Linked DNA regions of Hordeum vulgare: region 1 is linked to region 2. The links are chromatin contacts, called in public Hi-C maps. All regions are on one chromosome and are shown on one strand. Each heading gives the region's core, a stretch centred on a gene start, on an enhancer-like site or on the middle of the called end of the contact. The rest is flanking DNA. Distances are from core to core; before and after follow the strand shown.

The links. Hi-C and Micro-C count contacts between places; a contact is called where the count stands out from the background.
Region 1: a contact with region 2 is called in a Hi-C map of leaf, with 2.7 times the contacts expected there. The contact joins the promoter of LOC123446164 here to the promoter of LOC123446135 in region 2. A contact is called at or near these places in 1 of 6 Hi-C or Micro-C datasets (leaf) and 1 of 1 datasets of contacts at active chromatin or transcription factors (embryo).

Annotation. Positions count from the first base shown.
Region 1 is chr1H:468,955,320-468,958,071 of MorexV3_pseudomolecules_assembly, reverse strand. It overlaps LOC123446164 (solute carrier family 35 member F2-like), which reads left to right and starts at 1,365. Exons shown (of 10, transcript XM_045122845.1): 1 at 1,365-1,593; 2 at 1,735-1,829; 3 at 1,916-1,973; 4 at 2,056-2,250; 5 at 2,629-2,708. The coding sequence starts at 1,473.
Region 2 is chr1H:468,619,707-468,622,463 of MorexV3_pseudomolecules_assembly, reverse strand. LOC123446135 (60S acidic ribosomal protein P2B-like) reads left to right here and starts at 1,343. Exons shown (of 4, transcript XM_045122835.1): 1 at 1,343-1,438; 2 at 2,013-2,119; 3 at 2,465-2,691. The coding sequence starts at 2,032.

The sequences.
Region 1 (2,752 bases), core at 116-2,615, 340 kb before region 2:
ACGATGTGTATTTTCTCTTCACGTACCGTTCGAGTGGACGCGCCACCTTAGATCATCTCTAGTGGCTTGTGTAAATTTGGTAGTCTATATCTTCATATAGACAATGGTTTAAATTTTTTAAAATTTAGACAACCTCTGTTTTCCAACGGATTGTCTAAATTTGATAGTCTATATTTCGAGCAATATAGATACAGAAAGGAGCAAATTCAGAACCGACGGCAAATACAGAGCCCGCCGTCGCTCGGTTGCTCGTAGCACGCGTTGGCGCACGCTCGCTCGCGCTCACCGCCGCCACTCGCAGCCGCAACCGCCGCCGCTCGCGCACGCAGCCGCCGCTCGGTTGCTCGCAGCACACGCTGGCGCACGTTCGCTCGCGCATGCGCACGACGCAGCCGCTCGCGTCAGATCCGCCGCCGCCGCTCGCGCTCTCCCATCACTCTCTCTCTCTCTCTCTGGTCACTCTGCTCTCTACGAAACTGAAGAAACGGAAGCGGGAGAGAGCTCGTGGCAGACAACTCTAGTTTGCTGGTCATGGCTCGGTTGTCCAAATGTGAACAACCGGTAGCGATTTGATGAATGTGTAGAATTTAGACTACCTCATACACCAGCCGCCGGAGGCGTTTTTTAATCTCTGATAGTCTATATTTGGTTTAGACTGCCACATACACTAGCCATTAAAGATGCTCTTACTGCACGATAGCCATCCGTGACTGTGATGTGCCTGAAGTAGTATCGAGCATCGGCAACCGGTACACAAAAAACAGGTTTCGTATGGGGTCTATAACCGTGCCAGCATGGCTACAAATCCACACCACACAACAAACAGGCTGCATCACAGATCCTCTCTCCCTTTCAGTCCCGCCTCGCCCCCGCAAGTGGACACGTCCGTCCATTTGCAAGGGTGTAGCAACCACCGACTGCATGGAGTGCAGGCACATGAGACGAGGCCTATAAAAAATAGTACAATGAACCGAACCAAGATAAAAAAAAATACAATGAATCGTGAGTTAGTAGTCCTACTCCGACGGATGCAAGAGCGAATATGATAATGGAGGGGGCACATACCCATACCCCCATATCTGCAACAGGACAATATGAAAATGCCCGATCGGATCGGATCCAGACGCGTGGTAGCACGAGGGAGATAAAAAAAAAACATAATTTTAAAGAACTTAGGGCAAGGGCAATAAAACACAATCTTTCTTTTTTGGCAGTGAAACACCATTAATGCCGCGGTCACATCACATGCTGCCCTCAGCTAAACCATGGTTTGTTTTTACTGCACCTGCACGAGGCCCAGCGAACCTTGCACGACGCCCAGCTGCCGGTCCACCTTCCATTCCCCCCCTCATCTGCTCCGCCTTTCCTTTCCTTTCCTTTCCCCTGCGCAAACCGTACAGTATAAAATTTGCCCCCTGCATCTCGGCGAATCTGACTGAGGCTTGGTCAGTCAGACAGACAGAGAGAGCCCCATGGACGCGGAGACCAAGGCCAAGGACGCATGGCGCCTTCCGCTGGTGCTCTTCCTCGGCCAGCTCGTCGCCTTCTCCATGGCGTCCGCCAGCTTCGCCTCCTCCTTCCTCGCCAATCTCGGTACCCGTCCTCCTTCTCACTGCCTCCTCAGTAGTCAGCAGCCTGATCCCCATCATTTCCCCACCAGCACCTGCGAATCCTCTTTTCTTTCTACTCAATTACGAATTACCCATCGCACGCACCTACGTGCGTATCATGCAGGGGTCAACGCACCGCTCACGCAATCCTTCTTCGCCTACCTCCTGCTGACCCTGATTTATGTGCCGATCCTCTTGCATCGACGGCAGAAGCCACGGGTGAGCATGAAATCCAGTCATGAGAACTCGCCTTATGCACCTTCAGCTTCGCACACCTCGCTCTATACGCCACTCTCGTGCTGCAGATACCCTGGTACTGGTACTTGGCGCTGGCCTTCGTCGACGTCCAGGGGAACTATCTGGGTGAGCACAAAGCAAGCAATACGCATTTCGGTCAGATACCAGATGCAGTACGCATGTGATGATTCTGAAACTTGTGTTTCAGTTGTCAAGGCGTACCAGTACTCGTCCATCACCAGCGTAACGCTGCTGGATTGCTGGACCGTCGTATGGGTCATCATACTCACCTGGTACGCGCTAGGCACCAGATATTCTTTCTGGCAATTTCTGGGGGCAGGGACCTGCGTGGCAGGGCTGGGCCTTGTGCTCCTTTCAGATGCAAAATCTCCAGATGAGCAAGGTATATATGGGTTATAACACCAACAAGTTAAATTACATTGCCGGCTACTTAAAGTCTCAGTGACAAGCGTTGGGTAGGCACAGGATGAAGTTCTTGATGGTATGCATCATGTTTATATATCCTCTTTCTTCAGAAGAAAATCGTGATCGTACAGTAGTCTAGGAGACCAAATTTACTGCTGAATTCATGCTAATTTTTTAGGTAGCTGAATAACATATCAAACTGGCACTAACAACTTGTATGATGCGCCCAAATAAAACCTAAATATATATATATATATATATATATATATATATATGTAAACTAACTATATGATCCCTACAGTCTGGAACCGTTTCTCAACTTTTATCAGCTTAAAAAAACCTTCATTTTCTGCAGATCCAGGTAGAATACCACTTCTAGGGGATGCCCTTGTTATTGCCGGGACAGTCTGTTTTGCATTTAGCAATGTTGCAGAGGTTTGTGATGCATTATATGTATCTTCCTACTATTCAGCAATATT
Region 2 (2,757 bases), core at 94-2,593:
ATATAGACATATTTTAAATTGTAAATTCATTTATTTTAATCCTTATATAATGTTTAGTAAAATATTAAAAAAAAAATTAAAAAACAGAGAGAATATTAGGGAAGGGCGAGTACCGCAGGACCTGATCTTTGATGTTCTTTGCGGTAAATAGGAGGGTGCAGCACAGAAAGCGTCTTGGGTGGCCTGGCCCATGGGGCGGGCAAACTGTCGTTAGTCGGAATCGAGTCATACCCTGCCTACCATTGCATATGGCGATATAGAGAACTAAATTACTATTGCTAACATTTTAAAATTTTAAAATTTGTTTGAAATACTAATGTTCTGAATGCGAACATTTTTTAAAAATATGCTCATTTTGAAAAACTGTGACATTTTTCATAATACATTTAAAAACACCAATTTTTGAACTTGTGAGCATTTTATAAAATATGAATATTTTATGAAAATATGAAACATTTTTGTAAATAAAAAAATCTGAAAATGTTTTTTTTGTCTTTTGGACATTTTTAAAGAACAGAAATACATTTTTATAATTATGAACATTTAAAAAAAGTAAAGGAACAAAAAAGAAACCAGACAGTGTCCTTCTAGAAGGTTCCCAAAGGCAAATCATGCGGTATGTGGATTTACCTAAAGTTCGACGCAATGAGTTTCACATAGGAGTTTCTTAAAGAAAAGAGTGTCAAATAGGGAATACCGGATACTGTTCGCAATAACTGATTTACTGGAGGATTCGCGACCGAAAATCCATAGCTGGACATGATTACGTCTTATCCCGGTTGAACAATAAAATGAAATAAAATAGCGAAAGAATTCAAAATATATAGTTATACATTAAAGATGAGCAAGTTTTCTATGGGCGTACAAAGTTTCATGGCAATGTGGCATAGGAGGAGCTGGGACAAAAATACACAACCAGTGCGCCAAAACAAAAAATCCTGAACCCTTTTTAAAACTCTTATTTTTGTCCATTGCCCCTATGAATGATGTCATATTGACATGGATTTTTTGATACACTTGCAAAACTTGTGGATCTTTCGTACCAAAAAATTCTTTATTTTTATATTTCTTTTGATTTTAATGTTCATCGCCAGGAGTAGATTTTTTTCAGAGATAACTGTACTTTCGTTGATTTTGTTTTTGAGCGAATAGAATTTTGATTTTACTGTTTATCACTACTAGGAGTCTAGGAGTATATGGACTGATTGGGTGCTGCGGTTCTGAGCCGTAAACTGCGATATTGTGGCCCGTGGGCTTGTGTTTGGACCTCGGGGGACTATCCCGGTCCATCCAGAGCCTTCCGAGAGGCCGAGTGGTCTCTGATTCGGCCCGCTTGGCCGTATATAAAAGCGAAATGGTTCGGCTCATTTGGCTAGAACCCTAGAACGCTCGACCCTCCGCCGCCGCCGACCCCACGCTTCTCCTGTGCAGCTCCGAGGTAGGCTTTGCCCCAATCTCATCCTCTTCGCAGTCAATTTTGCGGTAGCCAAGCGCCCTCCTGCAACGATCTTGTCACCTAGTGGAAACCTGTGTAGTTCTGCGAGTATCTACGTCTCTTTGGTAGGGGAATTATTTGTAGGATTTAGAGATATGTGTTCTTGATTGGTCGTCTTAGATATGTGCTGTATAGTTTTTTGCTTAATTCCTGCTCTGCTAGGTCTCTAGCTTGCCCTTTCGCATCAGATTTCAGGAATACCCCCATTAGACCTCGGATTTCCCCATTTACAAACACGCCCGGTCATTTGGATCTATTCGTGCGTGGATTATTGCGTATCATAAGATCGAAATTTGAATATCTCTAGTGAAGAAACCTCGGGCTTCCAAGTCTCGGATCTAAGATGCACCGTTGAGTCATGTTGATTAGTTTCCTTTCACGCATAAATGCATAATTGAAATTTTTATGTGCATAATCCCCTATACTTGAACCCTCCAATGTTTATCTATCTGAAATTTCTTAGTTAGGGATAATTGCTATTTGTTGATTTTATATCGAAGCCTCTTTCTGTTTTCAGGTAATTCGTAGTTTACACGATGAAGATGATCGCTGCCTACCTGCTCGCCTACCTGGGTGGGAACTCTTCCCCGACTGCCGGTGACATCAAGAACATCCTGGAATCAGGTAATTCTACTTTGTTGGGTGCAAGTTGTAGTTGTTCAGATGCTTTTACTTAGACAGTGCTTCCAGCTTTTCTTATGGTTTGGTATATTTGGCATGGTCTACTTTTGTTGCTGAACACAAATCCAATAATTTTTTCAGTGGGGTCCATTGAATTTTAATTCATTATAAGTTTAAATTGTACAATAACCTACTGCTAGTTGTGATTAAGTTTACATCTCAAAACATCTGGTACTTTGATAGAATGTGAGAGCAAAAAAGGCTTATTACCTGGGGAATTTTTATGAAAATATTTTATACCATCTGTGTATCATTTCACTAAATAATGACTTCTGTTCTCTTGTACAGTTGGGGCTGAGGCTGATGAAGAAAAACTTAAGTTCCTTCTTGCTGAACTCAAGGGTAAGGACATCACAGAAGTGATTGCAGCTGGAAGGGAGAAGTTTGCCGCTGTGCCTTCAGGTGGGGGTGCCATTGCTGTGGGAGCTCCAGCTGCTGCAGCTGGTGGTGCCGCAGCACCTGCTGCTGAGTCAAAGAAGGAGGAGAAGGTTGAAGAGAAGGAAGAATCTGATGACGTAAGTGTTTCTCTAGCTTGCAATGGTTTCCAGTTACTTTAGTGCTGCCCATATGTTATTCTAGCT